Regions from separate parts of the Lactuca sativa genome. Here region 1 is linked to region 2. The links are chromatin contacts, called in public Hi-C maps. All regions are on one chromosome and are shown on one strand. Each heading gives the region's core, a stretch centred on a gene start, on an enhancer-like site or on the middle of the called end of the contact. The rest is flanking DNA. Distances are from core to core; before and after follow the strand shown.

What was found. A called contact is a pair of places that touch in the nucleus more often than the background predicts.
Region 1: a Hi-C map of leaf shows a contact between it and region 2, with 8 times the contacts expected there. The contact joins the promoter of LOC111912029 here to the promoter of LOC111912020 in region 2. A contact is called at or near these places in 3 of 4 Hi-C or Micro-C datasets (leaf and seed).

What each region holds. Positions count from the first base shown.
Region 1 is chr7:170,430,453-170,434,817 of Lsat_Salinas_v11, forward strand. LOC111912029 (plant UBX domain-containing protein 4) reads right to left here and starts at 2,485. Exons shown (of 4, transcript XM_023907786.3): 1 at 1,987-2,485; 2 at 1,367-1,658; 3 at 1,184-1,279; 4 at 571-1,086. The coding sequence starts at 2,456. The coding sequence ends at 706.
Region 2 is chr7:169,802,480-169,807,377 of Lsat_Salinas_v11, forward strand. It overlaps LOC111912020 (CSC1-like protein At3g21620), which reads right to left and starts at 1,760. Exons shown (of 10, transcript XM_023907779.3): 1 at 1,495-1,760; 2 at 595-1,183; 3 at 388-523; 4 at 116-217; 5 at 1-24. The coding sequence starts at 1,154.

The DNA of each region.
Region 1 (4,365 bases), core at 1,235-3,734, 630 kb after region 2:
AATTTTATGTTTAAAGTTAAATGTCATAAAGGCTTTGTGATACTTGCTAATGTTTTTATGTGATATATATTATTAGTTTATTGTATTGAATGGTCATTTGCATTGGAATTATCTAAGACACTTTGTTCCAATGTAGGATTCATTTTGGAACAAAGGGTTGCGACTTGTGATCAAGCTTCCGACAATGTAGTAAACATTGGAAGCGAAGTACCATATATTCTACCTTGAGGTACATTATAATCTTTCGAGTGGCTCATAAAAAAATCGATGTTGACTGGTTTTCTTGCTTTTAAGATAATTGCAAGTTTGACTTTCAATTTTTGTATGTTATGCCATTGATATTACATGTATAGTTGTTGAAAAATGTTTTTCATAAACATGTTGCCCTTATTGTGTCATAAAAGAGGATGCACATCTTTTTATTAGCTTTAGCAAAAATTATATTTTAAAACATTTGAAATGCAATTAGCGGATATCCAACATGTATTAGTTTCAAAATATACACGACTTCCTTATTTTCAATAAAACGTATTTTTGTATATTTTTATTCCTACAAACACAAACCCAATATAATCAATCATGTAACAATCCAATATCAAGAGCCAAAATAACCCAATTGTTTCACTTCATGTATTATATGAAAAACAAACAAAGAACAAATCTAAAGTAGTAAGTAATTCAGCAAACAACTTGTTACCTCACACACTAGAGTTTCTGTATCACAACCGAATTCGCTAACCCAGCTCCTTCAATCGTCTGATTCAAATCATTAAGCTGCTTTGGCGGGAACCCCATTGTCAAAAGCTGATAAACCCTAGATCCTCCAGGCCTTGATGCATCAATGAAAGATCGGATATCACCAATCGTGTGGTGGAAATTGAATCTAGAAACCATACGGGTCCCATCGCCCAATCTCAGTTGAATTGAGGTTGAAGGTAGTGCGTCATCCACCACTAGCCCCGCCAGTGGGGTTGGTGCAGCGGTGGCAGGCGGCGGTGTAATGGTGGCGTCTTCTGATGAAGTGGTGGTGGTGGTGCCTAGGGTTCTACCCACACCCACAAACGCAGTGTGGCGTTGTTTCTGAACCTGTGTATGAACATGAACATGAACATACATGTATGTGAGAATGTATTCAAGAAGAGAGTTTTGTAGAAGAAATGAAGAATTAGGAAAGATTACTAACAGGGAAGTCTTCAAGCTTCCTCACAAGACTGACATGAACAGGAGCTCTTCCTTTTGCAGGCCTAAGCTCTTCTGGACATTCAGACTTCCTTATGCTCTGTTAAAGAACATTAGAGAACACATCATGTAAGGGTAAAATGGGAATTGGGAAAAAGGAAGAGAAGTTATTAACTTAATATGGTACCTCCAAGAAAGATGCATTTTGGGGATCATCGAGTCTTCTCAAAGGGCCATCGTTAACAGTGAAACCATTGGTCCAGAAAGTGATGGTGTGAGTATGAACATCAGGTTCAGAGACTTGAGGAGTGGCTGATGTTGTCTCTCCAGATAGTAATCTTCCTCTTCCTGCAAAGCTTCTGGAGCTTGAAGATGGTTGGAGTTGTTCGAGTGTTCCTTCTTCTGCTCCTGCTTGTCGAGCTTGATTGAACAATGATTCCACATCATTTACCCTTGATGGATCTTGAACAAGCATTCCACTGCAATCATTAATAAATGTCAGATTATCGGATTTGGTTGTGTTTCGATGAAGCACTTGAAACATTATTGAAGTAGAGCACAATCAAGATACTAATTGATATGAATCATCGTGAAAGAACCAATGTCAAGAAACTGATCACTCATCATGTGTTAATCTGCATGATACATCATCGTTAATATGAATCAAATGTAGATTATGATATGAAACTCCAATTGAATGTATAAAGATAAGATTAGCAAAGAGATCTTGTTCTGTTTGCACTAATTTCCTTGTCAATCAACTCATGGACGGAAACCTAATAAACGGATGAACCCTACATTATTTACCTCTTTTCACCACCGGTATAATACTCCTGGGGCTCATCGGAGTCACTTCCGGAGTCATCGCCCTGTCGATTCAGATCTGAGAAAGTCCGTATGCGTCCAGTAGACCGACTACCTGATGGTTTCTTATCCGTAGCGGTGTTCCTAGATCGTAGATTGTAAGGATTTTGTAAACCAATAGCAGGAGGTGGGGAGGCTGATCGGGAGCGAGACGGAGAAGACGACGGAGAGAATGAAGGGGAATGTGTATCAGAAGGCCGGTTAGGGTTTCGGCCAGGTAAGGCAGACACAGGAGCCTCTTCTACGGCGGCAGCGGTTTCGAAGAAGGTGGAGACGGCGGAATCGAGATCGAAGTTGTGCGATTCGAGGAAGAAGGAGGCTTCTTCTTTGGTAGCAGAAGTAATCTCTGAGAATGCTGCGATCATTTCCTGGTGAGCGTCTCCGCCGATGTTGGTTGCCGGTGTGTCTTCCATTCTTGGTTTTCTTGCGTGAGAGTTCACGTATCAGTCTCGCCGGGTATATATGATAGATCCCATTGACCCGCTCCATCACACATGGGCCGGGTATTGGATTTGAGATTCAACTTTTCCGATACAATTTTGGTTATTTGTAAGTGATTATTTGTAAGTGAGACGATCATGTTACATCATGGACTAACCTCAAATCAACATATAAGAAGAATCCAAAGATGTTCAAGGTTTGGATCAAGATGAAGTTTCATTGGGTGGGCCGATATGCCAGAATGCCTTATGTCAACATTATTCCAAGATTGTTGAGGTCCAAGAACAAAATTCAAATCATGTTCCATTTTTTGTGTTCTCTTTCTTTTGAGTAATGTTTGTTGTTCATTTTTTGTGTTCTCTTTCTTGTTAGTAATGTTTGTGGTGTTTTCATGTGTTTTGTGATCTAAATTAGAGGTGAGTATTTGGACATATAGACTATATCAGACCGGACTGGAAATTGGACATGGACCGGAACCGAATTTGGACCGATTTATTAGATAGAGCTGGTTCTCAGTTCTTTGTATCATGCAAAAAAATAGCTTCTGTAAAAAATTGGGCCGGTCCAGCCAGGTCCGGGTGCAAAACCGGTTTGGACTGAAAATTTAAATGAAGTATTATTTATTTTAAAGTTATATAAGATTTTTAGTTTTTTGTATTTTGTATTTTGTGAAAAAATTAAAACATGCATTTCATTCATTCAAAGTCGGTTTAGCATGTAATTTTTATTGAGCGTGTAGCTTAGTGTTTGTATATGAGTTAGACTCTACTTTTGTTTTTTTGTTTTTTTTATATTTAATGACTTACAATCCTCAAAGTCAGGTTATCAAAGCTGAAATTTTTCAGTTTTTCAGATATTTTTTTTATATTTTGTATTGTGTGAAAAATTAAAACATGCATATATCATTCGTTTCAGTTTGTTTTGAGATGCGGTTTTATCTATTGTGTAACTTAATGTTTATATATGATTTTAGACTATAATTTTATCGTTTTTAGTTTTATCTTCAATGACTTACAATCCCTTGAAATCGAGATATCAGAAACTGGAATTTTTCAGTTGTTCAACTATTTTTTTGTATTTTGTATTCTATGAAAATTTTAAAATATGTGTATCATTCATTTGAAGACGTTTTTGTGTGTGGTTTTTTCTAACATGTAGTTTAAAGTTTGTACATGATTTTAGACTATAACTTTTTTGTTTTTTGTTTTATATTCAATAACTTATTGTCCCTTGAAGTTGGAATATCAAAGCCGAAATTTTTCAGCTTTTCAACTTTTTTCTGTATTCCTATGAAAATTTTAAAACATGCATACAACATTCGTTTGAAGTCATTTTGGCATGCAGTTTAAGTAATCATAACTTTTTTTTTCTCTAAAACGGACATTCAAACCCAAAAAATGTATTCGTCTTAACTCTTAAGTCTCGTAATAGATAAATTTAACTTTAACATCAAAAACTAACTTTTCATAGGGCTTCAACGACCTGTATCATATGCATTTAAAGTTGTACCAGTCCAACGAGTACAAAAACCGGAAAACCTGGCCCAGACTGGACCCGATAAGCCTCCTGCCTTCATAAGTCTAATCCACGGTCCACTTATTTTTGTTAAACTGGTTTTGGTCCAAATGCTCACCCTTTGAATTGTTCGAGTATAACTTTCGGGTAGTCTAGGTTTTTCAAATAAAAAACATAATCGATAACCGACCTTGCATTGAAATTCAGCTATGCGGGTTTGAGTATATCGGGTACGAATTCGAGTTCAAATATATCGGGTATTACCTGAAAAAACTTGCTATATTTTCATTTAAAAAATACATATGGCATAGTTGATATGTGTAAGCTATATCGGGTATTACCTGAAAAAACTTGCTATATTTGCAA
Region 2 (4,898 bases), core at 510-3,009:
GAGCAAGTTTGCATCATAAACAACCTGAAATGACAATCTGCTTATAAGAAACCTGAATAAATTTATAAAACATATATTTTTTTATAAGAATTTAAAAAAAAAAAAAAAAAAAAACCTGATGAGATAGATAGTGATCAGGATGGTTGACTAGAAAAAAGTGTTCCACGAGTTCGTTGACCGATTCATCAGGGTCAGGAGGGACATTTCTAACTAGCACCTACAAAATTAAAATGTTAAATAATCTTGATTTATTAAAATACAAATTCAATAAATAAAATATATATATATATATATATATATATATATATATATATATATATATATATATATATATATATATATATATATATATATATATATATATATATGATTTTATAATAATCTTACTGTAAATTGATCGGGTCTTCGGTTTTCTGATGCGATAAAATGCAACCTCATTGATGCAACTATCTCATATTCTCTTTTTAAAATATAACATGTCCAAAAGGTAAAGGCATATGCCATGACTATATGTGTAAAGAATCTGCAACACATATTGTAAAATTATATTGGGATTCAATCTTTTTAAAATATATAATAAGTTGTCATTATTACCTGTTTGATCCAGTGGGAATGTTGGATATTGAAAGCTTGTCTATGTCACTATATGTTAATTTAGATTCCTCCAAAGTTCGATTGGTGAAATTGACTGGAACCATAACTGAGAAAGCAAGGCATGCTATTGGAACAAAGATCTTCAATCTGATATCAATTATGAACAACAAATCAAGAACACTAATCAGTATTCTTAATTGCATCTGGTAAAAGTTATAAACAAAGTAAGGTGAAGTGGAAGAATACCCTGTCAAGTAAATTCTCAAGTAAAGAACAGAGTCTAATCCGGCATGATCGATAAGCTCAGGCTCAGGCATACGTAATGCAGCAGGCATCCAATTGAGGAACTTCAAGTATGATCTGAAGTCTAAGTTTACAAACTTCTGCACAAATGCACCTGATTGAAGTGGATTGCTCCTTAATCCCCTTAGATACCATTTTGGAAAATACACTCTATCGTTTATAGGTTGAATCCGAAGTATGGCAAATGCTACCAAAAATGCAAATGCAGTGAGGATGTTTATGGTAGCTGCAAGCCCTATTTCAGAACTTGAAGCCATAATGTTACTTCACAAAATTGTGTATTCACCTGAAGAAGATTGATTAAAAAAAAACTGTCAGAATCCTATTTAACACCTAATTCCAAGTTACAACCACTACAATTTTCAAATTCAGTGAGAAATCACAATTGTATTGATCTTCGACGATATTTTATCGTGTTTCGTTCTTCAAGTCGATAATAATTTGTTATAATTGTAGAAATATGATGAGAAGAGCTTCCTGTTTAACCAGTGAAATAAGTAAATTCTACGCAGCATCAACTGGGGGTTTCAAACGAATTCATATCGATGAATAATCACAATCGAACACAAAATATACGGAAAAATCGTAGATACGTACTGATTGTGTTCGGGTATCTTCAAAACTTGTGCTCCAATTAGTACCCGATATACTTGTAAAAATCCTTCAGATGCCGAACAAAACTCGACGCTTTTAGTCGATTTGAAGCCTGTGAAAGATGCTGATGAAGACGATACACAGAGTGTAGGAATCCGTCTGGAAGAAATTGATTATAGCGGTGTTGGACTTGTGTGTGTGTGTGTGTGTGTGTGAAAGAGAGAGAGAGTGAGTGATTTGGTAAACGTTCGTTGAAGGTGAAGGGGAAGGCGGTGGGCTTTTTGGGTTTGAAAGTTGTAGAGACGTGGCATCGGATCGTAGTAACGGCTATATTCTATATGGACTCCGTTGGACTTTCTTACTTTCATACTAAGATATCTTTTACTAACGACAATTGTAATTGTATTATTGTATTGCATAAGGATGAATCAAAATTGTTAAGTGGAAAAGCTTTTATTTATAGAGTAAATTACTCTTGTGGTTTATACCAATTTAAAGTTTAAGTCTAAATTTTTAAAATTTATTATAGTTGATCGGTTGTGATATCTTTTACAATTGGTCCCTTAGTTATTTATGAAAATTTCTATCTTTCCATTTTCTTGTTATATTTATTTTAATTGTTTAATAAAAAAGCCTTATCTACCCCCATTATATTCATAGACCTTAACCTAAACCAAATTTAAATGCCTAATCTAAAATCAAAACTTAATTGAATCCTAAAGAAAAATTTATATCTATAAGTGAAAGATAAAACAAAAACAATATTCGACTACAAAGCTAACTATAACCCTAACCCTAAATCAGAATGGAAAGGAAAGAAGAAGGGTAGGCATGACGAGGCCATAGGTGGTTAGAGAAAGCAAAATGATGTTAATTGGGACACCGACGATCGGTGTTGAAGCCTAATCATCATTATCACCAATCACCACCACCATCATTGGTCGGTCTTAAGGCCACATGAGATAAAGATACAACCGGAGGAGATGAGGTGGTAAAGAGAGCACATAGGTGTTGATTGGGACATCGACGAAGATGAAGAAGACGGTTGATACTGGATATGGAGATTGGAGGAGATAGTTATGGAAGATAGAAGGGTGGTAGTAATAGTCGATTGTTGAAATCCTTTGGGTGTTGTTTTATTATTTTATAAAAACGATTCCTAAAGTTATTAATAATGTGAATATAAAATATAACATAAAAAGGGATATAATGACCATTATACATGCATCTAATGGTTGAAAATTAATGGAGTTAGTCTTAGAGACCACACATGTAACTTTTGGAAGCCATGGAAGGAGCCACAATAATTTTTATAAACTTTGACTCAACTTGCCGATAGTTAAATTGTTAAAATTGTGATCCTCTTCGTAAGGTTATACGATCCTATGATGTCATTTAGGTAAATCAATCTCGATCTTACTTTGAATGTGTTTATGTAGGATCATAATAGGATTGTATGATGGGATCGTAATATTGTTACCATTTTCTTTAGTTTTTAATAGTTTGTCTTGTATCGACTAAGTGATCCGAATATGAACTTTAGAAAAACTCATTTGAATTTTTTATTCAGTTACGTATATTGATGTATTTTCAATTTTTAAACTATTTATTGTTAGTAGAATGGTTAATTGATGGATGAGCATGTATTTTTTAAGTTTTAAAATGATTTTGGTAGGATCTTACAATCCCAAAACGAAAAACAATCATATGATCTCGATGTTGATAACCTTAACAGATATGTATATGTGCAGACACAAAGACCAAAACTGTGATTTAATATTATTTATATAGAAATGTTTGGAAATATGTAATTATAAAATTTTGAAGGTACATGATGACATAAAATATAAAAACTAAAAGTTCTTAAAATTATTAAAAGTTAGTTGAAATAGCTTTCTAAATTATAAATTTTTGTTTAAAATAAAAGTTTTAAGCATGTATTTTTAAACAAACTCATTCTTGTAATTCGAGTAAAAATACCAAAACTTGAAATCTTTTAAAATACTAGCGGTATCTTGTGTTTTCTTCCCTTCTTGAGGTAAAAGTTCAACTCTCGTCGTGGACATAGGTGAATTTAAGGTGTAGTTTAGGAGCATGTTAGATTTGTCGTTTAAAAAAAATAATAAAAAAAAACTTGATTTAAGAATACAAGTAAATTTAATGCCTACCAATCATATATCAACTGAATGTTTCATAAAACGTGCAAATGAATATTTGGTAATGTAATATACCTAATACATGCAACTATTCTCTTAAATATGTATATTCTGTAAGAAAAATATATATTTTGATGGTTTCGACGCACAAATACAATAGATATACTTCCAAAGAAACACATCAACCCCACTACCATCAAAAGTTACAATGCACATGCACTAACAATATTAAACATATAACAATAATGTATTTAAGATGATATTTATATGAGACAATACAATTTTCATGTACAAAGTCAATATATTTTAATATGTTCATTTAAGCAATGTATTTTCGTAACTTTATGGAAAACAATAACTTATTTTTAAATAAGTTAATATCATAGAATAACAACATACTTTCATAAATATTTTGTTTTTTCTACATGTGTTTTTTGTACAATATATGTGATTAAACTTAAACAAGTGTTTTTTAAAACCAACTTCAAATATGGATTAATATTTTGTTGGAAAACCCCGAGATTCAAGATTGAAATTTGGTTTCTTAATAAAAATTAATAAGGAACGTTTGGTTCGAAGGATTTGAAATTAAATTCCATTCAAATTTCATGTTGGGTTCAATGTTGATATGGAATTTGGAAGTTAGGATTTCAAAAGGTAAGGGCTTAATTTTTCTTTCTAAAAACCCCTAAAACTTAGAATTCTAGAAATCCTTCGCTTTGGTGAAGGCTTCCAAAATTAAAAAAAAAAAAAAAAGAGAGTTATCAGGATAATTATATTTTCGTTTTGTTTACATCTGAGTATTTTTTTGTACACATCTAAGTAACGAATTTGTTGGAAGTGTTTACATATGACTATATGACCGGCTGTAGCAAGTTACAACCGATCATAATGGTCATATGTGAACACTTCTAACAAGTTCGCTACTTAGATGTGTACAAAAAAAAATTATCCGAATGTGAACAAAACAAAAATATAATTACCCTGATAAGTCAATTTTTCTTTTTATTAAGATGGTTGAACATAATGTTTGTAATATTAATAGATTCGATTAAACTTCCTTAAAACAATATTTATAACATTTATGAGAATTTAAATTGGTCACGACATGTTGGGAGACGTTTTTAGTAGCATAATTATCAAATATCTCTATATATATGTGACAATAGTAATGTTATCGATGTAGTTAAAAATTAATACTATTTTTTAAAAAAATTCTTGTAATACAAGGAGAAAACTTTATTGAAAATG